Regions from separate parts of the Mus musculus genome. Here regions 2, 3 and 4 are each linked to region 1. The links are chromatin contacts, called in public promoter capture Hi-C maps. All regions are on one chromosome and are shown on one strand. The core of a region is the stretch at or near the end of the contact, and the rest is flanking DNA. Distances in the headings are between cores, read along the strand shown. Region 1 holds the start of Abhd12 (abhydrolase domain containing 12). Region 2 holds the start of Cst3 (cystatin C). Region 3 holds the start of Napb (N-ethylmaleimide sensitive fusion protein attachment protein beta). Region 4 holds the start of Cd93 (CD93 antigen).

The links. Promoter capture Hi-C pulls out the DNA fragments that hold promoters and counts their contacts.
Region 2: a promoter capture Hi-C map of pre-B cells shows a contact between it and region 1, with 3 times the contacts expected there. The contact joins the promoter of Cst3 here to the promoter of Abhd12 in region 1. A contact is called at or near these places in 10 of 39 promoter capture datasets (the C10 cell line, the HPC-7 cell line, cranial neural crest and 6 more), 2 of 484 Hi-C or Micro-C datasets (B cells and CD4 T cells), 5 of 115 datasets of contacts at active chromatin or transcription factors (astrocytes, bone marrow-derived dendritic cells, embryonic forebrain and 2 more) and 2 of 9 other capture datasets (adipose tissue and liver).
Region 3: a contact with region 1 is called in a promoter capture Hi-C map of hippocampal neurons, with 5 times the contacts expected there. The contact joins the promoter of Napb here to the promoter of Abhd12 in region 1. A contact is called at or near these places in 6 of 39 promoter capture datasets (cranial neural crest, hippocampal neurons, liver and 2 more) and 1 of 115 datasets of contacts at active chromatin or transcription factors (astrocytes).
Region 4: a promoter capture Hi-C map of the C10 cell line shows a contact between it and region 1, with 6 times the contacts expected there. The contact joins the promoter of Cd93 here to the promoter of Abhd12 in region 1. A contact is called at or near these places in 2 of 39 promoter capture datasets (the C10 cell line and pre-B cells) and 1 of 9 other capture datasets (liver).

The regions. Positions count from the first base shown.
Region 1 is chr2:150,901,805-150,909,203 of GRCm38.p6, forward strand. It overlaps Abhd12 (abhydrolase domain containing 12), which reads right to left and starts at 2,927. Exons shown (of 13, transcript NM_024465.3): 1 at 2,553-2,927. The coding sequence starts at 2,743.
Region 2 is chr2:148,870,839-148,877,647 of GRCm38.p6, forward strand. It overlaps Cst3 (cystatin C), which reads right to left and starts at 4,674. Exons shown (of 3, transcript NM_009976.4): 1 at 4,315-4,674; 2 at 1,979-2,092; 3 at 884-1,205. The coding sequence starts at 4,539. The coding sequence ends at 1,122.
Region 3 is chr2:148,727,240-148,734,537 of GRCm38.p6, forward strand. Napb (N-ethylmaleimide sensitive fusion protein attachment protein beta) reads right to left here and starts at 5,181. Exons shown (of 11, transcript NM_019632.3): 1 at 5,027-5,181. The coding sequence starts at 5,124.
Region 4 is chr2:148,440,059-148,446,471 of GRCm38.p6, forward strand. Cd93 (CD93 antigen) reads right to left here and starts at 3,477. Exons shown (of 2, transcript NM_010740.3): 1 at 1,457-3,477; 2 at 1-1,209. The coding sequence starts at 3,366. The coding sequence ends at 1,185.

The DNA of each region.
Region 1 (7,399 bases), core at 1,677-4,176:
AATCATACATACACAAAATCATAAATAAATAAAAAGAGTGTATAGAATTTTTCTAAAGGAAGTACATAGGGAACAAAGAAAAAGAAAAACAGAATTTTAAGATAAAGTAATCAGTAAGGCATTTCTGAGATTTTAGGAAATGGCTGTGCAGACTGGATGTTATACATAGCTGATATATGATACCCCACTATTACATTGTTTCAAATCACTTCTTTTCATTCAAGTAATTCTAAAGTACTTATAAATAAAATCTGCTCAAAAATAGTCTAGTTCCCACCCTGAGGGGAAAAAATGGCGAGAAGAGGAATGATTCTAGATGCTAAACAGTGACAGCTTAAAAGTGTGTGACAGATAGAGGGCCATCAGAAGATTTTATCCACTTGCATGTCGCTACAAGTATCCAAAAAGAAGAGTTAAAAGAAATAAGCAAGGTCCAAATGTCTTAGGAGCAGGCAACCTACACTGACAGAGGTCACGATCAGTACTAATTCTTCAGTGCGGACTTTGGCTTTACCTGCTAGTTATCAACACACCCTCCGGCCAGCAACTCCACTTCTAGGAATTTATTCCGTAGATACTCACTTACTCAACGGGCTTTTTAAATTTTATTTGTTTGCTTGTTTGTTTGTTTGCTATCTCTTGGCATGCCCTGGGAATGCAGAGGTGGAGAGAGCAACCTACTCTCATTGCATTTCCATTCTTGTTGGGGAGGAGACAGGTAAAACAACTCAACAAGTATTCATGCGTTACAAAGTCAGGTAAGTAAGACGGTAAACAGGGCTGCGCTGGGCTGGCCTGAGTGAAGCGCCAGAAAGCCTGGCCAAGGCAACAGGGGAAAACAACTATGGAGTAATGGTCCGGTCCGATCTGGCCTTCCTTCATTATGCTTTATTCCCCCAAAGCCTCTGTTCATTCAGAGGATGTGGGCACCATCTGAATGATTCTCTTTGTACTACAATATCAATCAGGTCCTTTTAATGCAAGGAAGGTGTCAGAGCAGTATTCCTGCTGGCCTCCCAAACATGGCTGTACATAGCAATTTGATTTTTTTTCAACGAAAGAATTTCTAAGTTATCTAAGCTATATGCAAAGCATATGAATAAAAGTGCAATCGAATTATCAAGGGATTTTAAAGAAGGTAAACTTTTCTTAAGACAAAGTAAAGAGTACATAAGTCTTTCAAAAGATTGATCACCTGCTAGTTCATTTTTAATTACATGCTATCCATTTATTTTGTGTGCATGTATGTGAGGTGGTCTGCATGGAGGTCAAAAGCCAACTTATGGGAGACAGTTCTCTCCTTTCACCATTAAGTCACAAGAAGGATAGATCTCAGGTCATTAGGCCTGATGGCAGGAGCCTTCCCCAGATCAGCAATCTCACCCACGCTCTGGTAGTAAATTTTACCTACAAACAGCCAGTTCTGGTCTTTCTGCAAGATGGAGAATCACTGACTTAAAGATCTCGGTAGTTGAAGTTCATGATCTTTTAAGCACAGAGCTTCAAGCTCTGATTTTCTTTCTTGGGTAAATGTTTAACATATACAACAAACGATCAATTGATGCAAAAAGAAATGACTGCTACAACTCCTGACTTAGGAACATTGCAAACTAATATTTCTGGTCATACACTATCAAGGCTTCAAAACTGCCAACAGAGATAATAGTCTACAAACTATCAAATTAAGAAACCAGATAGAGGGAAAGAAACCTATTCCTATATAAAACAGGCTACTCAATTTTGAGATCAGCTTTACATAACTGCCTCTTCTCCATCCTAAAAGAAGGATGCAAGTCTAACTCACCGACCAATCCCAGAAGATTCCAGGACCTTACAGAGTAATTTTCAATGACCAATTCCTGTGCAGATTTCAAGTGCTTTGTAACTAACTACCTGCATAGACAACCACCAGTTCTCTCCAACAGCTGAGAATGGATGCATCCATCCATCCTTTCCTTTGGATTCTGAAAACGGCTTAACCCTTGAAAGGGGGTCGGTGAATGCAGCTCTGACCTGCGATTAGCTAGCGAAGGGAAGGACCAGACAGGAGAGTTGCTACTGAGCTCCATATACGGTCAAGGCAAAGCAGGTGAACTGGCTAAGAGCACTTGCAGGGTCTTTGGTCTTGCCGTTCACCCTGCGTGGTCCTCTTCTTAAGGGCAGCCTTTCAAACTCCTCGGGAGACTCTTTCCAGAGCCAGTCAGGAATACTGGGCCCCTGATTACTATGGACTCAACCACTAAGTATCTCTGCAGGCTAACCTGATAAGGATGCCAGCCAGGGTGCTGGGTGGGTTAGTGAGCAGCTCGTGGAGGGGGTGGGAGGGTGAGATGGGGGTTGAAGGAGAGCTCCAGAGGCAGATGTTTGGAGGAAAGAATGGGGTTGGACGGTCCCTGCGGGCCAGACGAGGGGAGGTAGTCTTTAGAAGGGTCGAAGAGGACGCCGGGAGGATGGAACCGTGTGATGCTCCCGCAGCAGATCTCTGAAGGTGGGAGCCTGGGACTACCTGCCCTCCAGGTGAGGGGCCCGCGCGTGTCTGCACCGCATCTCACCTGCCCAGCGCCCGCTTCATGCCCGCGTCGGATGCGCTGTGCGGCTCTGCCGTCCCCTTGCCCGCCAGACGCAGGTTCTGCTTCAAGCTGCAGTCGGCGTCCAGCGCCGCGGCGGCCGAGCCGGAGGAGGACGAGCCTGAGGCGGCGCAGCGCTCATGCTCCAAGGTGACGGGCTCGGTCCGCTTCCTCATCCCGCGGCCCTGTCGGCAGCAGCTCTCGGCGCCCTGGTTTCGCCCGCCCGCCTGCGCCGACCTCGCTGCAGTCGCCGCCGCTCACAGCCGTCACCACCCGGAGCCGGGAGCCCACTGCGGGTCACATCCCAGCCCCAGGCCGCGGCGCCCGCTATGGACCAGCGCCGGAGGCCGGTCGGCCACCGCGGCCAATCAGCGCACGAGTCCAGGAAGCCCCGCCCCAGACACGCCCCCGGCAGCTCCGCTTCACAAGCAGCGCGCCCAGCATCCCCAGCGCCAGCCACAGCCATCTTGGAGAAGGGCGGAATAAGCTGAAACTGCGGGTCATTTTCAGGGCAGGGCTAGTCTGAAGGGTCTTAGTGCGTTTACGAAACGGATTAGGGCCAGTTTGGATTCTCCTGCTGGGTTGCTTTAGGTGCAACTCAGGTGCCCTCTGCCTACGAACTGAGGCAGGCCCTATCTAAGATCTAAGTGGTCCGAATGGGGAGGGTGCTAGGGAGTCCTTGAGGGCACTAGCTCCGTTTGCTGGGCAAAATAGGCTCTCTCTACTCCCTCTTTAGGGCATTTGGCGCCCCTAAAAAGCTAGAGCCCCAGATGTTCTCTAGATTTGATATACTCAACAAAAAAGCTTTACAGAGAGAGAGAGACTCCAGTAGCTAATGTATTGTTTAAACAAGTTTATATTTACTTTTTTTTTTTTTTTTTTGTCTTTTCGAGTCAGGGTTTCTCTGTGTAGCCCTGGCTGTCCTGGAACTTACTTTGTAGACCAGGCTGGCCTCGAACTGAGAAATCCGCCTGCCTCTGCCTCCCATATATTCACTTTTTCTTTCGCTGAATGTAAGAAAATGAACTGCCTGCGTATGCTTTGAAGTCTTCTATTAAAGTTTGGATCTTCATAAGAACGATTAGGACTGGTAAGAAGGCAAGGAAATCCGTTTCAAAGAGGAATTTGCACTCTGACATCCAAATTTAATAATTCAATCCACCTGAAAAAAAATGAAAGGACACGTTGTAGCTTTTAATAGTTTTTGTTTTGTTTGATATAGCATGCATTTTACTAATGAGTTACTTTTGTAATTTCAACATGCATGTAATCAGTTTGAAAAATATTGGCAACTGATAAAGATTTAATAGGAACTTAGAAATGTAATGGATTATGTTGTTGCCTTTGTAATGATAGTTACAACTTGCAATTCAAGAATTTCTTTACCATTTTTGCTATATTATAACCTATGTTCATACTGTATGAATATCTACAGTCTTTAAAACATCAACAAAATAGTACTATAGATTTGAATATTCAAAAAGGAAATTAAATGCTTAAAGATAGTTTTGACCTATCAGTCATAAAATCTTTATAGAAAAACAAAAGAACAAATAGCCCTGGTAGGACATGCCTGAAGTTATTACAGAAGCTGACATCAGGAGGGTTGCAGATTGGAGGCCAACCCAGGCAATTTAGCGGCTTCTGTCTCAAAATAACACAAATAAAAAGAGCTGAATATAGCTCAGTGATAGCATTTCCTCAGTATACCTGAGGATTGGGGTTCCATTATACAGAGGAGGGGGGGGGGAGGAGGAAGAAGAGGAGGAGGGGAAGAACTGGAGGGAGGAGACAGAGAGGGTGTAGAGCTAGATTTTGTCAATATGATCCTTATCTCTTGGTCTCCTAATGTTTAAATATGCTTCCACACTGGGTACGCTCCCATTGTATCTCTGGGTCATACCCTTTCTAGATCTAAGGCTCTTTATCAAATGTTCTACTTCTTGTTGACGTCTAATAGGCACTCAACCCTCCTAGCTCATCCCCTTTCCCTCCCAAGAAATGAATGGGAACTCCATCCTTGGCTTTCTTGGAGTCAAGACTCTGGTTTCATCCTTGATTTTTCCTTTTTTTTTTCTTTTTTTATGACACCACACCCGTCATCAAGTTTTACATCAGCCCTGTATCAAAAATCCAGCCTCTAACCAGTTCCTATCTCCTCCACCAATCCCCACCTTGGACCAAACAAACAGCCATCATTCCTCACTTGGATTTCCTTAAAGGTCTAAGAGGCCTCTTGCCTTCACTTTTGTTTTGCTTCCTTCTGTCTAACATCTGCCACAGAACTGAATCTGTCACTAAAAACCCTTTGGTTGGTTCCCACCTCTCTCAAAACTGGAAGCTTGTATCCAAAAGGCTCTACAATAGCCTACCTGACAGAGCTCCAGCCCCACTTCTCAGGATCAAACTTCTCCCAGGATCACTGCCTCTCTCATGGTCCTTCACAAAGCTACACAGCCCCTCCCCAAGACCTTTACACTTTGATTCTTGTTGAAAAACCCTGCCTTCCTAAAGCCTACTATCTACAGAGTTACACCCCTGCCCTATGAGAGTTATGTTTGCCGAACACTTACTCAGAACTCTCAGACCTTCTCATTTTTGCTGCGTTCACCTTTCTGGGTTTATCCTGGCTAGTGCGTAGCACCAAAATACTTGACATTGATACATCTTTATCTGTATTGATGTTTTCCACACTGCAAGATAGACTCCAAGAAAGGACCTTGTTTACTGCATTATCTTCAGTATCCGGACCAATGCTTGGCTCATAGTACACACTTCATAAATATTTGCTGAAGGAAAGATAGAATCATCAAGGCTGCGCATGGGTATTCTACTGTTCCCATTTTAAAAGTAAAGAAGTCTAAAGGTCAATAAAAGACTCACCTCCTAGCTGAAATTGAAACTAGACATGGATGAAACTACTGGTTTGTGAATCATAATCCTATAGCAGTATTTTGAGAGTTTAATAGACACTATAGTACCTAAGTATCCCTAATTGACATAAAAAGAAAATCCCTATTTATTTAGCTATCTACCTACTTACCTATCTGTTGCTTTCTGAGACAGGGTCTCATACTCTAGCCCAGGTTGGCCTGGAACTCTCTGGAATACTCTTGCTTCAGCACCTGGAGTGATAGCATTACAGACATGAGGCACAACAAACACCTCAACAAGTGGTTTCTTTTTAAAGTGGGGGCATTGTCCTGTTTGCAGCCTTAACAGATCACGCCACACTCCAAGCAGCCTCCCTTCCTCCAGGAACAGCTACAGGAATATGACAGACCAGTGCTTTGACTCTGAAGTCACAAAATCTTGCCTTCCCCAGCTGACCCAGAAATAGAGGCAAACTGACTTTAAGCAGCTAGCATGTAGCATGAGGTACTTTCCATGCCTACTACCTTGTGGCTTTGGACCACCTCCTCCCTCTGCAACTTTTTTTCTAGGATCTCTGCTTAGTTTGGTGGAACCGAAGTACCCCTCTTCAGAGCCCTACCATACTGTATGTGAATTGATAAGTAGCAAAGCTCTCACTTGAAGAACAGTTTGTCTCAGGACCTCTCTCTGAAACACCTCTCTCAACATTGTCCAGTTACTCTAACAGTCTTGTTAGCTACATTTGCAAAAGAACAAGACAAAAATCTATTATTGTTTTATAGACGTTAACACTTTTTTCAAAAATCAGCTAAATAGTAAGGCAATGTGGCACACACCTTTCATTCCAGCACCCAGGAGACAGAGGCAGGTGGATTTCTATGACTCTGAGGTCAGCCTGGTCAACACAGTAAGACCCAATTTCAAAGGGGGTGGGTGTGGGTGTGAATGAAACAAGTAGGTTTTATGGTATGGTTTTATCTTGGGTTGTGAAGGTTAGAGAATTTTTGTCTACTTGACACAAACGTAATTATATCTGGGAAGAGGGAATCTTGAGGAACTGCCTTCATCAGAATCGCTTGGCCACTCTGTAGGAGTATTCTTAATTAATAATTGACTTGGGACAGCCCAGACCACTAAGGGGAGTGTCACCCCAAGGCCTGGGAAGCCATGGGAAGCCAGTAAGCAGCCTTCTTCCAGGATCTCTGAGTTCCTGCCCTGAATACCCTTTATGGCATGGAACTACAACTGCAAGCTGAAATTAGCCCTTTCCTTTTTAGTTTATCTTTGGTCATGGTGTCTTATCACAGAAACAGAAGGCAAATCAAGAGTATTTTTACTGTTTTTTGTTTGTTTGTTTTTAAGATGGGCTCCTTTAGAACTCCTGAACTGAATTGAAGTAATCTTTCTCTGTCACAAAAGTTCTGGGATTGCAGGCATTCCACCATCAGTTCAGAACCAATTTTAAAACTGCTGTTATCTGCGACATTTTCCAGTTTGTGAATATTTTTAACTGTTTTAAAATCAAAAAGTGCCAGAGCAGAAAGTGCGAAGCATAGAGATCCCATTCTAGTCAGTTTATGAGCCATGTGACCTGCAGAGAGTTAACTGTTTTCGTTTACCAGTTCTGCATACTAGTAATCTCTTAAGGAAAGTTGTGAGAATTAACTGAAATATATGTCATAGTTCCTACCATACTAAAAGTACCCAATAAAAGACGGTTTCTCAGGCTGGGGAGATGGCTCAGCCGGTAAGAGCACTGACTGCTCTTTCAAAGGTCCTGAGTTCAAATCCCAGCAACCACATGGTGGCTCACAACCATCTGTAATGAGATCGGACGCCCTCTTCTGGTGTGTCTGAAGTCAGCTACAGTATACTTACATATAATAATAAATAAATTACAAAAAAAAGACACCCCTCCAATCCCCAAGTCCCTGTTTAAAAAAAAAAAAAAAGGTTTC
Region 2 (6,809 bases), core at 3,424-5,923, 2.0 Mb before region 1:
CCTGTGGGCAGGGCTGTCCAAGACCCTTAATACTGAGCCAACCATTCTGCTGAAGACCCTGGGCAATAAGGACACTAACTCTCCAACCTTGCCTAGACTCAGGTCTTGGAACTCAAGACCCTCTACTTGAGTCTTCCCTTCTCTCACCTCAAGAACATTAATTTATCACTATCAGAGGAGGAAGAGCCTGCCTACAAGGCCAGAGGAAATAGGTCACCAAGAAGAGAGGCTCTGCCTTCCCTTCGGGCTTTGCTTTGGCTTTTACTGAAGGACCTCTACTGCCCTTTAGTGTTCACACCAGTGGCCTGAAGACAGCTTCCTAATGCAGCTCTGATCTCCTTTGTGATTTGAACACAGGTCCCAGTAGCTTGGCTACTCCCCTTTACATTGGAGGACATGGGGATGGACATTGAGCAATAGGATATGAGGACTTGTATTTTATACAACCTTGTAGCCTCCCCAGATCTATGCAATCATGGCACTAAGGTGATATTAACTAAAACTCCCTACTTGTAAGTTGGAATTGACTTTATGTCTGTTTCATTTGGGTTAAATCTCCCCTGAAGCTGCATGAAAAGACTTGTGTTATATCAGGGCATAGAAGGGCTGGGAGTATCCCTGTCACCCCATAGACACCAGTGACCCAGGCCCAATAGTATAGGAATTGGTGCTGTGTGGGTTCTGGGTCTCTCTCTCTCTCTCTCTCTCTCTCTCTCTCTCTCCCTCTCCCTCTCTCTCTCTCTCTCCCTCTCTCTCTCTCTCTCTCTCTCTCTCTCTCTCTCTCTCACACACACACACACACACACACACACACACACACACACACACTTGTTTTCTGGGTTTCCTTGCTGCATTATCCTGAGACAGAAACAACTCAAACAGAGCCAAAGGAGTTTTTTTTTTTTAATTGAGCAAGGCATGGCAGGTACTGCAAGAAGAGTGGAGCCAGGGGACAGCTGTTCAGATGTGCAGAACCTGCCTGCAGCAGCTCCTTTACTGTCTCCTGGTGCAAACACACTGGCGGTGCCCTCCAGAGCCGGAGCACCCTTCTGCGAGATGAAACACTATAGGGAAGGAGCACAAGTAAGGAACAGTCTGCATGATCCTTCTAGACTCAGCCCTTAGGCATTTTTGCAGCTGAATTTTGTCAGGGAGTGTGTGCCTTTCCAGGGCACGCTGTAGATCTGGAAGGAGCAGAGTGCCTTCTGCAAAAGGGAACAAAGAGAAACAATCAGTGTGAAGCTACAGCAAAGACAAATACCCACTCCGGGATGATGGAACAAGTGTATGCAATGATGGAAGCTAAACCCTTCTCCCTTCTGAGTCCCAGGACACTTAGCAGGGTCTGTTCATCCCTATTATTGGATGGTATGTGTCCCCTTTCCTGGTTCCACAAGACCATATTCTTCAGCCCCAGCACAGCTTGTTAAGGAGTAGCCTTTTAAGGTGTGGGAGCCCTAGAGGTCAAGGCAGTGGAAAAGGCTCAGGGCCCATGAGCCCTCCACCTAAGTACTAAGAGGGCCACCAGGAAAGAAGCCCAGGCATAGGACACATCTCTAAAAGTGGCAAAGGTATAGGGAAGGATGATAAGGAAAATGTAGCTATCACCACAACCATGGTGTCACATCCCTGCAGACATGGTAGAAGAGGCACAGAAGACTCCAACCATTAAATAGGTTCTGTTCTCTTTCATGTGGTCTTGGCAGGTGGCTCTGGCTAGGATTAAAAAGAGCCTTTCTCCCCAGCAAGAATACTTGCAGTTGCTTCTAGCTCAGTAGGGATAACTGAACATCAATAGCCCAATTCCCAGGAAAAATTAATTCAGCAATTAATCATGTGCAAATAAACCCCTCCCCTATAGGGATACATATTTGCATTGGCATGAACATACATGTGCCCAACACCTGTATCCATTTATGAATCACCATTATTAACTTTTGCCTGCACGATTGCCCTTAGGCTGATATCAAGTACCTACCCTCATCAGATGGGGCTGGTCATGGAAAGGACAGTCAGTCAAATTTGTCTGGGACTTGGTACATGTAGTTCGGCCCATCTCCACATCCAAAAAATAGTTCACTCCAGCCACGAGCTACAGTGAGAAGAGCAGGATTGAACAGTGCAGTCAAGTGACTTCCACACAGCTGCCTTCCATCACAGACCCGAAGTGTTTACCTAGGACTTATGCCTGGATTCATAGGCAGCCAGAAATCTCACCCACAGACAAGCGCCCCAGGCTCTGTTGGCAATTGTTTTATTCTGAGCAACTCTGACAAGTTGTCATATGTAGCTGACTAAGAGGAGAAGCAGAACACAAAAGGCAGAAGCTAGCACTGACAAACCTTTCTGTGAGTAGGGAAGGCTGTTCTAGGAGCCTAGGTTTGTTCTCTGAGCATAAGCAAAGGCTCTGGGCTGCAGTGTGGGATTAACTCAATTCTGCTGACTGTGGCTCCTCAGGCTCAGACACGACAGCACTGGTGGAGAGCCAGCCATTCCCCATACACAGCCTAGAGAGAACATATTTATTTACCTAGGACTCCTTCCTTTCAGGGACAAGAGGACATGGGATGCTTCACACACGGGGATGTTTCAAGTCAGAGGGAAGAGCACTCTTAAATGATTTCTCCTTCAGAGAGACTCTCCAGAATTTTCTCAAGCATGTCATTTCCCTGTAGGTCTTCCATTTGCAATTTAAGAATAGCACTTATCCCTCTCCCCATAATGGGGCACACCAGATCAACTTGTCAGAAATGGGAAGCACAAACTGAGGGACATAGGTCGGGGTGGAGGGGTACAGGGCTCTGTGTATTGATTGCCCCGCAGGACCAAAAACAGCTCTGGATTTGGGAGAATGTCCTGATTTTCCTACTAGTTAAAGGAGACCTGCAGACCAAAGAACCTACAACTCCTTATACTTTGCTCCATCTGTTGCCACAATTAAGAGGTGCACTGGCCCTCAAGGTCCAAGGCAGCTGGGAAGTGGAGTTTTCTCAAGGTTGATCCCAGCAGCAGGAGAAAAAAATGGAGCAGGATTTAACTCGTTTGTATTTTCAAGAGAAGGTAGAAATGAGCTCTACACACTGGCATACAACTCTTTGTCGTCTAAAACCTGGGCTTCCTTTGGGTCAACTTTGGGGCTTTAGCAGCTCCTGCAGCTAGCTCCTCTGTCAGAGTCTAAGTCTAAGGTAGTCTGTCCATCTACTCAGTGGGTGGAGGGTGATTAGAGCTATCTTGGGGGGTAATTAGCAAAACCCCTGAGGGATATCCCGAGGATATTCCAGGGCCACAAGAAGAGGGAAGCAAGGCTTCTTAGAACAACTAGACAGCACCTTCTGAGAAGACACAAGGGGACCTGCCTGGTGACCTGCACCAACATGACAGCCAAGAAACTCAGACACCAATCTACACAGTTATGTGTCCCTTAAGGATAGAGGCTCCTTCTGAGAAATGTGCCCTGGCCACACTGTGTACAAGCTAATACGGCTGCAGCATCAAGGGGTTGTTTAGCTTTGAGGTTCACCCATCACAAACCGAGTCATGGCTGAAGGGAGCCTGACTGTGTGGTACAGGACTGATCACCACAGCTGTCTGGACCATTCTACAGTGCTACCAAAACAGCAAGGCAGCACAGGCAGTGCTCAGAGAAAAAGACAGGCTGCCAGACTGGATAGAAATGGCCCTTGCTAGCAGAGTCCATAGTGGAGACCAGCAAACTGAGACTTTGAGTGAAGGACCTGAGTGTTCGTGGGTTCCCAATTTTCCAAATGGAATCTTGGGTATGTAGAGAATGCCCTTGTTTTCCGGAAGTGTTGACTCTGAAAGTATACACAAAAATAAGTGACTATAAACACACACCCACGTACACGTGCTCCTGAGTAGAGCAAGGAGATTGGAACATGGCCAAGTGTTTACTGGAAGGATGGGGTGAAATCTGCCGTCTGTCAGAATGAGTTTCAAGTAGCGCGATTAAGTGAAGCCAGATCATTAGCAGTTGACATTGACCCCAGGCGGCTAAGGGAGGTGAGCTCCGCCCAGGGAGCGTTTGACCTACATCCTTAGTACCTTCTCTGGGTGGCCTTTTGGAAACAGAGCTAGGAGGCCCACCCGCTGGGCTCTTCTGAGTTCCAGAATAAACAAAAGATGAATGTTAACACAATGAGTAGACCAGAGAAGAAAGGAAGAGAGAGGACCGCTCCCATAAGAAGCAAAGGTGTTGATTAACAACTGCAGATGCAAACCGCGCCCTAGCTAGGGGTGCCTGGGTGGGAGCGGCCTGGAGACGTCGGGAGAGCAGGGGACAGCAGGGACACGTACCTGCTTACGAGCTCTCACCACCTGTATGGCGCGGCTGTGGTACGCATCGTTGCTGCCCTTGTTGTACTCGCTCACAGCGAAGTCCAACGCTCGCCGCACGCCTTCCTCATTGGCATCTGCCTCCTCCGGGGCTCCCAACATTCGCGGGCCTTGTTTTGGGGTCGCCGCCCAGGCCACGGCCAGGACGGCCAGCAGGAACAGCAAGGAGCGCAGCGGGCTGGCCATGGTTGGCTAGGACAAAGGGATAAAGCTCCAACAAGACTCTGAGTTGGTGCAGAACAGACGCTGCTACTCCGTGCGACTTTTACCCAAATGCGAGCGTTAGGGACCCGCCCGCCTCTCCTGGCTCCTCCTTTTCCGGCGGCCACCCTCCCTTTTCCGTCTGCCCCCTAGCGGGCCCCGCCTCCTCTTCCGAACGGCCCCGCCCTCCCTCTGCTTCAGTCAGCTGCTAGTCTGTTCTTGCCTTGTAGGTCAGATACCTCTTAAAGAGCTGCCAGATTCCCATTCCCTGCTGAGCCTCCCCTCCCCCATCCCTGCCCCGCCTCTCCCTTCCTTCTTCACTCTTAGCTTTCTGTTCTTACCAGTTCCTCTTCTGTGCCCTTTTCCACAGCTTCCCCTTTTACTCCAAGTTCCCTGTTTCATGAAGTGTGGTTTCACCAGAGAAGTTGGTCATTGCTCTCTGGACCCTAAAATGCCAGTGACATCTGAACCCTGTTTCTCCAGAAAGGAAAAGGGCAACGAGTCTTTAATTTCCTGCATCTTCAAAGTTCAGCCTCGATCACTTGATGGAGAGCAGGGTCACTATGTGGGAATGCTCGGAGCAGGGCTATTATTTCATTTTCCTGAAGGCCCTGTCCTAAGATACTTGTCAAAGGAAAATAAATTGATCTTGGGGGAGTGGGGAAGTGTGCAGCATTCTGTGTAACTACTCATTATCCTTAAAGAAACCATCCTAGGCTTCTTCCTAGACCAGGCCACTCTAGGGCCTGGAGATACCACAGGAGGCCAAGCCCCGAATGGATATTGTAACAGGCTGCCCAGTATATCCATCTAAGATGAACCCATGTGTCTTTTATGCTTCCTAGTAGACAGGTTAAAAACTACGGTATGAGGCTGGGTATGATGGCGCATGTATTTAATTCCAGTACATGGAAGGCAGAAGTAGGTAGATCTGTGTTCAAGACCAGCTTGGTCTACATCTCTGGTTCCAGGCCAGCAAGGGCTACACAGTGAAATCTTAGAAGAAAAAGAAGAAGGAGGAGGAGGGGGAGGGGGAGAGGGAGAGGGAGGGGGAGAGGGAGAGGGAGGGAGAGAGGGAGAGGGAGAGGGAGAGGGAGAGGGAGAGGGAGAGGGGGAGGGGGAGGAGGTGGAGGAGGAGGTGGAGGAGGAGGAGGAGGAGGAGGAGGAGGAGGAGGAGGAGGAGGAGGAGGAGGAGAAGACAGGGCTACACAGTGAGACCCTCTTGTTAAAAAACAAACAGACAAATCAGTGATAACAAAACCCAAATATTGAAGTCTTTAATACGTTTTATTTAACCTATCAAATGTAATTTCAATATATAATAATAACTCTTAAGGAAACAGATTATATTCCTTAATGTGTATAGTAATCCTTTAGAGTCTGTGTATATTTGTAACATTTAGGACCAATGTTCACTCAGTCTGACCCCCCTTTCCACATCTGCTAACTGCTGATGCTGGTGGCTATAGTACTGCATAAGGTTTAAGCTTTAAAGTTTAAGGTTTGTGCTAGTGGTAGTATGGGAGGTGATCAATAATTAAGATCAGATGATTATAATGCTCTGTAGAAAGTGAGATAGGGGGAGCAAGAGATGGGTGCCAGTAGATATTAGTTGAAAGATCCCTTTGGGATTCAAACAGTCGAGGAGTTCCACCTAGACCAGGGAGATAGCACCAGTCAGAGGGAATGACCCCTGCTTAGGTGATGAGGTCCAACAGGGCTTTTCTGTTTAGAAACAAGGAACACTGGCAAGGGGTAAGTTTACATAAGCAGGGAAGGGGTAGGGCCAGGACTCTAACTCTGGCAGCTGTGTGGATGCTAGAGGAAGGCTGGGGCTTGAGGGCTATGGGACAAGCTAGTGAGAGGGCAGGCAGCTGAGGATGAACATTCAAGCACAAGGTCTATTCGAGCTGCTCCCCTAAGGGAGCCTCACTGTGGGTCTGTGATTTCCCTCTGATTGGAAGGTTACATAGTTTCCACTGACTTACCAGGAGTGAGGTATTGTTAACATATGACTTATTTTATGTGTATAAAATAATTTCAATGAGTGCACACAAATTCAGCACATGTGGCTGACCTTGTAAAGTTCCCTGGTGCCTTTTTGGTCCGTGTTGGTGCCCACTGGACCCTTGCCAGTCCATCTGTCCCTGGAGGCTCATTTTTCTGTCTATTCTTGGACTTCCTGTAAACATGTAGTGAGAGCAGTGTCTGGCCCTCTGGGGCAGAAGCACCATGAGGTTCCTTTGCACTGTTTC
Region 3 (7,298 bases), core at 3,931-6,430, 2.2 Mb before region 1:
CTCTGGGAGGCTCAAGCAGGCAGAAGGATCACAAATTTGAAGCCAGCTTGGGCTATAGTAAGACCCTCAAAGCATCTCAGAGGAGTTTATTCCAAGAACGAAAGGACAGTTCAACAGGAACCCACCCACTAATCAAGATATTGGTAATTTAAAGGAAAAAAATAATTTTTATCTCCACAGATATTGCTAAGGCTTTTCAAATAAAACAATGGCCCTTGATGAAAAATACCCAGTAAAACAGGAATTCTGTTCCCTACTATGAGAAATATGCCTTAATTCAAATATTGACTAATTAATTCTATGTAAGATTTTCATTGTTTTGATAAGTTCTACATGAAAACAGAAAAGTTAGCATTCTGAAATTTTAACTCCCACCTTGAACTTCCTGTGAACCGTGTGAGCTGCTGACAATTTTTTGAATGTAATACTATCTTCTCATCAAATCAATGAATACAGTTCTGAAGGCCTAACTGTATAAAGTCCCCTATGATTAGGATAACACTGTGATCTGGTGACATGGACACCTGTGGTTTACCCCATTTTTTTTTTTTTTTGCTGTTTAAAAAAAAAAAATGCCAGTTTGGGGGCGGGGAGCGGTCTTAGAGTTTCTATTGCTGTGAGAAGACACAGTGATCAAAATCAACTCTAAGATGGGAAAGGTTTATTTGGCTTACACGTCCCAGGTCCTAGTTCAGTGATGGAAGCCAAGGCAGGAACCTGGAGGCAGAACTCGAAGCAAAACCATGGAAGAAGACTGCTTACTGGCTTGTTCTTCACGGCTTACCCAGCCTGCTTTCTTATCTAGCTTAGGACAGAGTCCTGTGGGCTGTACCCTCCCACTCTGCATTAACAATTAAATCAGGAAAATGCCTACAGACCAATCTAGGGAAACATTTTCTCAACTGCAGTCATCTTCCCAGATAACTCTAGCTTGTGTCAGGTTGACATAAACAATCAACCAGGAATTATTTGTAATCATAAGTGTCATGAATAATTCTCATGAAATAAAAAATAGTTGAAAAAAAATCAGAAGTACAAAATCCCAGAATTACAGATTTAAATGACATGTATTATTATTTTTCTATAAACAATTATCCATATCCATATCTTAGTTCTTAAGTTATAAGAAGTATACATAAACACGCTCATATGTCTTACACTGTAAGTTCATCTTCGTAAGTAACCGAGTCTACATTTACTCTCCTGTTTTTGAGACAGGCTGACATGAAACCCAAGATCCTCCAGCTTCAGCCTCTAGATTACTGGGTGAGCACATTCATGATTTTTTTTTTTTTTTTGGTATTATTTTTCCTATTCTTTTTGTTTTGTTTGGCTTTTGTTTTGTTTTTGAGATATTTCTCTACATAGCCCTGGCTGTCCTGGGATTCACTATGTAGACTAGGCTGGCCTTGAACTCACACAGATCTACCTGCCTCTGCTTCCCGAATGCTAGTATTTAAGGTGTGTGTCACCACATCCAGATGATTAATGACTTTAAAAAAAAAACTGAATTTACATTTAAGTATTAATCATAACTGAGAAAGATGTAAATGCTCTCTCTCAAAGCTATCACATGACTGTGCTAAACATGGAAACGCAATCTTCACTGAAATAAAAACAAGGGAACAATATGGATCTAGTCTATAGTATCTAAGAAATATCTGAATCTTCACAGACAGACATGAAGTAGACCCATGTTTAGTTGCAGTAATCCAAAAGGATCCTTCATTAAATTTACACCGAGACCACCTCGTTTATTAACCCTGAGATGAAGGAACATTGAAAAGGAACCATCAGGGGGTTGAGAATATATCTCAGTGGCAGGATAAACGTTTGCCTAACAATGTACAAGGCCTGGGGTTGCATCCCTAGCACTGCAAACAAACAAACAAAGGAAGGAAGCTCAGAAACACTTTCCTATCATTCAGTAAGTACGGCTTTCTTCAGTGTGCTCTGTGCCCTCACTGCAGGTTCCCCTAGTAACAAATGGAGATAGCAAGGAGGTCTTTGCACTTGGAAAGTATCCCATTGTCAGTCTGGGCAGCTAAAGATCCTTCTAGCCGTTCTCGGAGATGCTAAATTAAACTTTGATTAACTACAAATGTCCACAGCTCCACTCTGGCAATGCACTAAGTGAAACTTTGACTTTTTCAGTGGTGGTCTTACACACTGTTGTGCTCTTCAGAAAAAGTGAGAATTAATTTGACGGCACAGCTACAAAGAAAACAAACAAACCAAAACCAAAAAAAAAAAAAAAAAAAAACAAAAAACAAAAAAAACCCAGACAAAAACAGTTACTCTTTAACCGGGAATAAGACAGAAAACCAAACAGAAGTAACATTGGTTGCAGGCTTGTCTGCATCCTTTCAAATGGTTTTCTTGTAGGGAAGCTGTAGCAGCTTCGCTGGGGGGATAACTGTACTCATGCACGCCTCCCTCCCTCAACCTCCAGCTACCAAGCTGAAGAAGCTTCCAATAGACTCACTCTCATGGATTTCCTCGCATATTTCCATCTAAAGCAACAACAGAAAGGCAGAGTTATGTAACAATACTGAGAACAAAGTATATCACAAAAGCGGTGTTTGGGATACAGGAGATGGAGTCAAGCTCCGCTTTAATCTGCAGTTAGGAGATTAACAGTCAGTGACGTGAAACATCTGCATTAAGCCAAATGCCTTTTTAAATGTCTGACACATCCTTAAATCATCACCTGTCCATCTCTTAAGCAGGAGCGCCGATGATACTTGCCATGATTAATTCCCTGTTAACTTGAGAGTCTCACATGGGGATGGATAACACTACCGTAAATGAGGGATAGAACCAAAGAGGGGTGGGGCAGGGCAACGTGTAAGGTGATGACAGATGCTTGCAATAGCACACCCACAGGACCATTGTAACTAAAAGAGAAATAGGTCTAGTTTGGGGTTTCAAATACTTATATACTTATAATGGATCATATGAAGTTCTACATATTCTTCTCCTAAGCTTTCAGAACCAAATATGACTAGAAACCTCCCAGTCCTGAGTGCAAAGGACACTTAACCTGGCTAAGACTCTTAAGGTATTTATTCATTTAAGCTAGTGACCACACTTTTGGCTCTGAAATCCCATAAAACTCAATCCATCTGCCCTTCTGCTTCTTTGATAAGAGGGACTGCCAGCTCTGATAAGTATGTGGATAATCATGCCACAGCCATTTCCAACCTCCACAGGTCTAAGTATTTTATAAACTCATTGATTATTAATCACAAGACACACTGGATTATAGCAGAAGAAACTGAGGCCCAAAGAAGCAAAGCTAACCTTTTCCAAACCCCACGGTAACAACCTGGACTGCTGTTTCTAAGTGACTCCACACAAACTGAGCGTGGATGGGAAATGAAAGTCTTCCTACCTGGCCTGCCACTGACAGGGCAGCAACGGCCCAAAAGATGTTTCTTCAGAAATAAAGATTCCTCAAAATCCTTTCCGATGAGTGTCTCAAGATTTGACATAGTTTCCTCAAAACAGTGCTCCTCTTGACCAAAATTAAATGTCCATAACTGGCTCAAGGAAGCACATCCCGATGTGGAATGTGTATTAACATCATCTCCCAAGGTGAGCTACTCTGCCATTAAATTTCACACAGACTGAATGCAATCCAGTGTGTGTTTTGTGACTCAGACAAGAATTAGTCTTTGGCACTTGCAATGCTCCTTGTCCCTTTGAAAGAGGAAGCAGTATCTATAACTTACACCTACACTTCCAAGCTTCATATTACATGAGAAATTTAAGAACTAGCAGAGACAAATGCCCTTAGGGGTCTCCAAGCATGGTCTCCTTCTCTATCTTGGCAGACCATGGTACCATAAACTGTATCAATGTGACTCTAAGCATTTCCTGGAGATGCAAACATAATGGGGCTCAATTAAACTATTATATAATAATTAATGTAATTAGTAGTCAGATGAATGAAGTAAAAATAAAAGTCAAAGTTCACTGGGTACATTTTCAGCACTTAAGTGTCTATACTGAATTTTTACAGAAACTGCGTCTCACAATGCAGCAGTTTAGTATGTACCTCTAGTCCCTCTCGATAATTAAAATCTGTTCTTGGTACAGATCTTTCACTTTCAAATGGGAGAAAAAAAAGAAGAGGCACACGTAATTTCTACCGCTGTCATAAACAGCTGAATCATTCGCATAATCAACAGCCCAGAATTCTTCCACAAGCTCTCAGGGCAGGTTTTGCTTTTTGAAAGCTCAGAATGTAAACCAAACCCTTCCCTACCAAGATATGTAAGAATTAACAAAATCACGGGATTCCCAAAGGATACTCTGACTTTAAAAAGGAGCAATGTTACATACAGTTCATCAAACGGGAAGCCTGAACTACGGATACAAGTCACTCTGGCAAATGAAAAACACACCAAGGAGGATATGATTTCAAGGCCCTTGAGCCAAGGCCAGCGGGCAAGTGCCCGGGATACAGGGGCGCAGACTTCGCGCTCCCCACGAGCCACCAGCTGCTGCCAAACTCCAGGTTGAATTCCAGAACCTCACAGTCCTGGCTCCCCCGGGGGATTTACGGGCCCAACCAGGGGAAATGAATAAATCTGGTCCACCAGGAGGGGTGGCATCCTTGAAGAGGCAGCTTGGCGCGGACCCTGGAGCTAGCACCGGACCGTTGGCGACGCATGGGACTTGGGGGACCACAGAGATCTCCGAGGACGCGTAGGTGTTCTGGGTTGTTTAAGGGTGCCTGGGGATTGTGAGCTAGAGGTTCTCCGGGTGTGGGTGAGGGGTGTCCAAGGCCTGAGGATCCCCAAAAGGTTCTGGGGCTTGCAGTGTGTGCTGACTGGAGAGACACCCCAGACACGGCCCAAGGGATGCGATGAGGCCCTGGATGCTACGGGACCCAAAACAGAGCGTGGGCCACTGGGAATCCCGTAACCCTAAGCAGTTGCGCGGGGTACTCTGCGGTGGCAGCCGGCTGGGCAGGGGATCGGGCACCAAGACCCCTAAGGGCAAGACCTCTGGCGCTCACCCGAACAACCCTCGGAGGAAAGAGTGGGAAGCCTTCACTCGCTTCTCGGCCTCCGCCATAAGCTGGACCGCTTCTCGCTCCTTCCCTGCGTTGTCCATGTCACCCGCTGCAGCCAAAGCCTCCTCTGCTGACTAGCTAGGCTCCCGGGACGACTTAGCCCTCCCTCCAGCAGGTGCGGACACGCAGGCGCGGCACGCGTGGCCTTTCGGGATCTGTAGTCCTACATTCCACCTTAATGCCAGTTTGTCAGAGACCACAACTACAGTTCCCAGCAGGCTGCTGGGCAGGGCCGGGCGTTCTCCCGGACTCCCTGGAGGAGGGGGAAGGGGCGTGGCCTTCTGGAGGGGTCTTGGGCCTTGGACCCTTGGAGGTAGACTTCAAGGTTGAGAGAGAGAAAGAAAGAGAGAGAGAGACAGAGATAGAGACAGAGACAGACAGAGAGAGGGAGACAGAGAGACACTCTACAAGCAATACTGCAAAATTTAATCTAATGCAGCAGTTCAGCTCAATTTAGTCAACCATGTGGTGCCCCACCTCCCAACTCTGCCAGAAAAGCAGCAACAGCTGGCCTAAAGAGCTATTTTTAATTTCTGACAGCAAGACATTAAAAATGCATCATCATCCCCAATATAAATTCAGAGTTGATTTTAAGCGTCCCCAAACTACAACTTTCCATTTGGTCCTCTTGTTTAAAAATGGATTGCATATCTTTCCTGTAGGCACAATCTACTCTTGTTATTGACTGAATTCTATTAAATGGCTATAAGCCAGTGAACTCTCTTATGCTTTACATAATGCTGGCTATAGTGGGTGGATCTTGACAAAATTCCTGTCTGCCAGGAAGACTTCTAATCTACTAAATATCCATAGATAGATGCAATCCTGTGCCAGTGACTTCTAGGCCTGTCCCAGAGGGAGGTGTTTTTTAATACAATGTCTAGACCATTTATGCTTGGCAGTGCTACTTCTTAGGTGGTGCAGCAAATAGAATTACTGCCAAATGAGAGTTTCTGATGATTTAAAACTCTTCATGAATACGCTGTAGGAACTGGCAAGCAGAATTTGTCTAAGAAAATGAAGCCTGTTTTCAGAGAACATAGCAAGAGCGTTTAAACTCCTGGAAACAAGCTACCAAAACTGATGTCACAGTGTGGCATGATCCAACCATAGCAGGATGCTCTCAAGATAGAGGGGAATATCGGCTCTTGGTGCATAGTTTTTTTTACAACTACTATGAGCTTGTTTTTTTGTTGTTGTTTTTTTTTTCACTTTGGAGAACTGATTTGCAAGTTTGGAGCAGGAGGGTAGACGGAGGTAGGAAATTGGAGGTGGCAGTGGATGTTGGATTGAAGAGAGAAAAATTGCAAAAAGTGAACCAACATTGGCATTTGAAAAGGAGTCAGTTGGGGAATTTGGTGGATTGAGTCAACTCCTAAGCATCATGGGCAGCAGCAGTGTGTTGATCAGAGCAATTCCCAACCCTGGCTGAATGGAACAACTCTGCAGGATAGTCAAGAAATATTGATCCCTCTGCCACTAGTCTTTGGTGTCCAGATCTCCACTCTACCCTATTCTGGAGTTAATCATTCTAAATTCTAAAGCTTTGGATGAAAAGGAACCAGAATACATTCTCCCAAAGCACACCTCAAAAACCAGACATTTCACTCATCTGCCTTTAATGGATGCTCATTCATTCAGACTGTGGCACCTACCTTACAGTGGCTCTGGGCACATCCTATTCAATGGACATTCCGGATACATTCAAGCTGAGTGAATACAAAGAAGAGTAGATTAGAAGGTTAAAGGCCCACTCTCCATATCAAACAGTCCATAGAGGTTATCCCACCCAGCAGGACTCAGTTATTCGTGGGTTCGAGGGGGACTGCAAACCTGGGCGGAAATGGGAGGGAGAGAAAGGAGAAGCCGAGACCAAGAAGGGATTCCTATCAAGGTCTCAGTTTATTAGGCAGAAACAGTGGTTCTTAAAGCATACATCGAGGGGAATAGGGAGGGATTGAGGGGGAATTAACAAAGAACAAAGAAGTGGGCATCTGGGGACATGAAGGCCGAAGTCAGGCTCCAGGTGGCAGGCATTCTTCGTCTTATCTCCGGAATTCGAATCCTCCTTAACAGCCTTGGGTGTCAGTCCGGGCTCAGCAAGTAACTCGTGTCCTTGGATGTCATGGGAATCAGGAAGAGATAAGGAAGAATTCAGCTTTTACAGCCTCAGGTGCCAGAAAGGGAACAGGGAGAAGGAAGTGATGAGCAGCTC
Region 4 (6,413 bases), core at 2,227-4,726, 2.5 Mb before region 1:
TTTAAGAAAAAAAAAGAGAGAGAGAGAACTTTCTTCATGACTAATCCTTGGTTTGGTATGTGTCACGCCAACAAGATAGGGCTCAAGTCCTCCAGATGTACTTTTAACTGTGAAGTGGACTAAGGTAAACTTAAATGGGAGCATTTAAAATAGAGCCCATCACCTGGCTCACACATCCTTTCCTTACGTTCAGAATGAAAGCCTCCTAAGGCTTTCTGAGCCTACAGTACCAGCTTCCAGTTAGGGACAGTATAAAGGTAGACAGGGTGCCCTGCAGTGGAGTTGGGGCCTGTGCTAGCGCAAAGACAAATGAATCTAGGAGTTTTGTTATTGTTTCTCAATAATCAGGTGTGTGTTAGCATCAGTTCATTCTGATATTTTCATTCAAATATCTGTTAAAACAATCCCCTCCTGCCTCCCCCTCTGGATTATGCTTTTACCAAGACCTCTCACTCACTTGAAGCAACTTCCCAACTTGTAACTTTGCTTGCCCATAAACCCAAGGCTATCAGAAAGTTAAGAGTGAGGGGATACAATATCTAAACTTCCTGCCAGCTTACTCCCTAAGCAGTTGGTTGAACTTCCTCTCATTCTGACAGTTTCAACAATACCAAGGGGGCTGGGGGGGGGGGGGGGACGTGAAGGGGAAATGCCAGAAGGCAAATGTACACAAAGGCAGCCATCCTGAAAAAGTCCCTATAGGAAGGGTAGAGCACTCTCACCTAGTTAAGTAGTTTTAAATTGGTTTGCTGTCTGTCCTGTGATGGAAAGGAACTGTTTCCATTGTAATTAGCACCAGTAACTCCTTCGATGATAAATCAAGTGATAAGAAAAAACTTTGAAGCCCCATCCCCCCACCCTGTCCCACCCCTCTGACTCCTTTCCCCCTAATTAGGAACCAGAGGAACCAGTTGCTATTGGATTTGAAAAGGGTGTTTGAGTGAGGTCTGTCAATATCCACAAAACTCCCCACAATGACAAACCAACACACAGCTTTCACCCCCAGACATATCAAAGGCACCAAGAAAATACCTGCCTATCCCAAGCCACCAGGTTCTTAAGTGGAAGGTGCACAATTTTTTTGCTGAGAGTCCAGTCAAGTCATTCAGAATGATGTGGCTTCCCCCTCATCTAAGAAGGTAGCTCTGAAGGTAGTGGCAGCTGTCTCTAAGGCCACATAGTCTTCAGCAGTCTGTCCCTGGTGTTGGGCTGTGGAAAACAGAAGATTACAGTGTGAGATGCCATGGAACTCTGCCATATCTGCATCCTTGGTCCCCTTGCCGCTACTCCACATGAACTCATAGGACAGATAGGCACTTTTGGACTGGGCTGCTGAGGTTGGCTTTAAACAACAAATGGCCTGCTGACTGTTTGTCTCTGCTCTCAGTTCTGTGGTCTGTGCCTCCCAGGCCTACATCTGGCTGCCCAGCTACCCAAGTAACCTATGGCACTTTACCTGTACTGATTCTCCGGGGCTTGGCTCTCTGCTCGCTCTGGAACCCAGGAATAGCTGTCGGCTGCATTCTGAGGCTTCTTCTCTTTTATCTCCTCCTTCTTGGCTCTCCGTTTATGATAAATGAGAATCCCTAGGGCCAGCACCAGCAAGAGTGAGATGGCCACCACCGTCCCCAGGATGTAAAACAGAAGCAGGTTCTGCCCATCGGTGTCACTGTGTGCAGACACAGAATCTTCATGTGTCGGCTTGCTGTGGCCGGAGGTCGTGGGGAGGTATGTGCCCAACTCGAACCAGACATCAGATACTTCACTAGGGATTTCTATTTCTAGTGGAACAGAGGCAGTGGGAATATCTGATTGGACGAAGAGACCTGTTGTCTGTGCTCTGTTGGAGACATCCTTAGAGCCACTAGGAGAACTGGGCATTTCAGTAGGAGGCATAGTACTCTCCTTTCTGTCATCGTTGTCTTCCTTTTGGGGAGGCCTGGCTGGTAGTTCAGAAAACACAGTGCCCCTGCTACAAAAGACCCCATTGGGAGCCAGCTCCCAGCCTGGCGGGCAGCCACACCTGAAGGAACCATCTGTGTTGAAGCACAGGGAATCACATGGATTGCCCCTTGCGTCCGAACACTCATCTATATCCTCACACTGGGTACTGTCTTCCCCAGACACAATATAGCCCTCTTTACAGGAGCAGTAGAAAGAGCCATCAGTGTTGATGCAGCCTTGGGCACAGGGCGAGTTGGCAGCTGCACACTCATCCACATCTTCACAGGCCTCTTCCTTGGGGCCACTGGGTTGGTAACCAACCCAACATTCACAGTGGAAGCTCCCTAGAGTGTTGACACAATCCTGGGCACAGGGGGAGTCCTGGCACTCATCTATATCCACACAGTGCACTTGGCTAGAGTCCAGCTGGTAGCCGCTGGGACAACGGCAAGTGTAGTTTTCACTGAGTGGTACAGAATGGCACATGCCACCTCCTGTGCATGGGTTTGAGCTGCAGGGGTTCCTGGAGGCACAAGTTACTAGATCATCCAGCAGTCGAAATCCAGGCCGGCAGCCGCAGCGGAAGGAGCCATCGCCACCTTCGAAGCAATCCTGCTGGCAGCCCCCGTTGTTGAAACTGCAACCAAACTTGGGGCTGACACAGAGTGGGCCTGAGCTGCCCCAGTGAAATATTCCTGGAGTCTTTTCATTGCATAGGAAATAGTGGGTTTCACTCTTAGCTTCATCCCCACAAGCTACATTGGCTACAGAGGCAAAAGGCACAGCCTCCAGAGAGGAGGTAGTGGCCTGGAAAGGGGTGGTATAGGTCACCCGCCCTGGACCACCCAGCGCCAGTGGCCTACACATGCCTTTGAAGTTGAACTTGCACAGGAAACCTTCAATGCTGTTACCTGGAGCTTCGGGGGTCCCACAGGGACTCTCATGCCACTTGGGCAGATGGCTGGGGTGAGGTGTCAAGGACAGGTCCAGTATGAGGGACACACAGCGTTTAAAGATACAGGAGCTCTTGCTGGCTTTGTACCAGTTTGAATAAGCTGTGTCCTCTCCACCACCCACCCAGCTGAAGCCCCTCATTGGCAAATCATGGTACGTACAGTTGCCCTTCTCTCGCTGGAGCCCGATCCAGAATTTGCCCATCTTTGCTTCCAAGGGTGCCTTGGTCTTCAGGAGCTGAGTCAGGGCTTGCTGAACATGCCGGGCCTCCTCCTCACTCTTCACGGTGGCAAGATTGCCTCCATTCTCATTGCAGCGATGCTGGGCTTCAGCGGCACTCAGCTTGCCCCAATGGGCTGTATAGCAGGCAGTCCCCTCGCACACCACAGCCTGTGAATCAGCAGCAGCCCCTGCCCAGGGCTGGCCAAGGAGCCCCAGCAGCAGGAACAAACCAGTTGAGATGGCCATTCTTCTGTGTCTCCTTCTGGGAGGGGCTAGACTCCCCTGCGGTGACAGCAGCAGCCGGTGGAACCTGGACCTTGACACCAGGCTGTGCTCTGAAGGGAGCAGAGGCGCACTGCTGCTTTCACACTACCACAGCTCTGGCATTGAGAAGGTTACAAAGACTCGCTTTTCACGTCCTCCTGACCCAGGGCGCATCCTGTGCTCTCCTACTTCTTATTTCTCACCGGATGCTGGGGTTTCCTGCCATGAATAGCCTTCTGACTCCTGTTGCCTTCATCACGGTTTTGTTGTTCAGAGGGCAGTCTCTGGCTCAGAGCTGTGGAAACACAGAGGATCCAAGAGATATGGCTGCTTTATTTTGAGTCCGTTCACTTTCCCATACCACAAAGAGCCCCAGTGGCATGCTGTCCAGTGAGCAGAGACTTTGGGGGGTGGGAGGGTAGAGACTTGAAAAGTATCATCCAAGTAACCCATGATAAAATTCCACTTCAGATTGCAAACCACCAGAAGGGAAAGAAAAATATGTGACGCTTGAGACACAAGGGCATGGAAAGATTATAGTTTTCGGCCTTTTTTAGAAGCAAACTGGATCTGCTTTTTTTTCCTATCTTGTACCCTGTCTCTGTTTTTGGAGTCGTTTTTTTCTTTTATTCTTCCCATCATGAACTTTAAATAGACAGGAAGCTTTTAAATAGGATTTTGGCTGTGGGAATTTCTGGGTTTCCAACAATGTCAATCTCCATGAGAATATATATATTTTTTAAAAAGGTGAAAATAGTTTTCAGGGTTTCCTAGTGCACTATAAATGAAGTGTCAGGGTCCCCAAAAGATCAGAAAGATGGGAAAATGAACCTGGCCTGCCTTGTCATATTCCCTAACCCAAGGCTTAGGCGGAGTTCAAAGGCACAGGAGCACAATCAGAGGCTGCAGCTCAAAATCACGATGTAAGAATCAACACCCGGGCAGGCGTTACAGCTCACAGCACCTGGGCCAAGGCCTGTCTCAATCAAAGCTAGCCACTGGAAGGTGGAAACTACGTTTAACTGCCCCTGTCCCCAACCACCACCATATTCTACTTGACCCCAGCTAGACTCAGAGTCTAACACTTTGGAGAAAGTGTTAGATTAAGAGATAAAGGAAAGTAGTAACAGAATGAGGCCACACAAGTGTGCTAATGAGCCCAGCCTCCTAAGATAGGTTAAAAGCCACTTCACAGAGTCATCCCAGTGGAGGCAGGATCCAGCTGAGGCAGGATTCTGGGCAGATCTTGAGCACTCACTCCTCTATTGCTGGCAGCTGGCTACACTGTTCTCTCACTTGCTTTTGAGGTCACTTTGCAATTTCTAGTCTTGGCCTGCCAGATCATATGCCCCTTCCAGAGGCAGGGCTTGACACGGGCAAATGTCCTGATAGATTTTTTGGGGTGGGGTGGGGGGGTGTTTTGTTTTGTTTTGTTTTCTTTATTAGATGCAATTTCTTCTTCCCAAGATGCCCACGGTTGTGAGTGTGGTCGTGACTTGCAAGAGGAAGCAACCCAAAAGAACATGTGAATTAAGAGATTTGTGTTACCACAGATCTCAATGTTAGTGGGAAGTGGGGAACTATGGCAACACTGAAAGGGAGAGGGAGGGGAGAGAAATAAGGAGAGGGAAGGACAGAGAGAAGATAGGGGGAGACTAGGGAGGAAGGGGGGAGAAGGATGGAGAGAGGAAGAGAGGATATCAAAGCTTTTATTGGGGTTCAGGATATTGTCTAGGCAGGTTTTTAGGGGAATGCTATCTGGAGTTCAGAACTAACAAGACCTGATTCCCAAGAATTCACTCAAACCTTTTCTCAGGTGTCCATAGCATTCCATCCACCTCATCATCCACTTAGCTACTCAGCCATGCACTAATCCATCCATCTACTCAGCCATCTACCAGTCTAATAACTTTTCATATTGGATACCAGGCTAAACACTAATTACAGGGAGGTATTCTTACCTTCATGATTTCAAAAAGTGACAAATGTGAACAATTCAGTATTGATTCACTTCATTGAAGGCAACATAAGGCAAAGCAAGGGGTGGCAGAAAAGACCATTATCAGAATCCGAAGCTGGTAGTGGGAAGTAGGCAGTACGGAAGGGAATAAAAAGGGCAACGGAGTTAGACTCTGAGGCAGTGGTTCTTTACCTTCCTAATGCTGTGACCCCTTAATACACTTCCTCATGCTGCAGTGACCACCCCCCCCACCATAAAATTATTTTCATTACTACCTTTTAACTGTAATTTTGCAACTGTTATGAATTATAATGTAAATATGTGACATTCAGGATATATGATATGTGGCTCCTGTGAGTCACTTAACTCCTGAAAGGGTCGCAACCACAGATTAAGAAACAATGTTCTAAGGGGAAGATATCTAAGAATGGGGCACATGTGGGAAAGAATATACACCATGGCCTTGTGGACAAGGGGTTGGTTGCACTGAGCCTAGAGCCTGAGGCATGGGAGGCAGGATACAGAAGACAGTAGAGCCCCAGGACATGAAATGATTTGGGATTTTCTTTGGAATCCTTTGGGGAAAACTGAAGAGATAACATAAGAACTTTTTGTAGACACTGAGAAGTGGAGTTAGGTGATGGTCAGCATGCAAACTTGGGCTTCCAGGACCAGAAAAGAATGTGGGGACTGTTCCAGAACAATCCCAAGCCTGGCGAGACTTAGCCTATAGTTCCCTATTTCTCCTTTGCAGTCTTGCTGAGTACTCTGAGCTTTTTTTCTGAATTGATTTTAAAAAGGTATCTCACATCTCACTGGAACTGGAATGATCAGTTCAGTCTCAGTTAGCAGCAGGTTTGTTGCTTAGAAGTCATTCCAGGATTTATCTGGCTTCTCTCTGTCTCTCTCTGTCTCTCTCTCTCTCTCTCCCTCCTGGAGGTGTAGAGACAAACTATGTAATAGTGTAGCCCACAGCATCTCCTACCATCCATAGGTGCCTGTGTATGCCTTTGTGGTTTCTTCTTCCTTGAGTGCACAATGATCACCTACTGTGTACTTGGCAGCATTG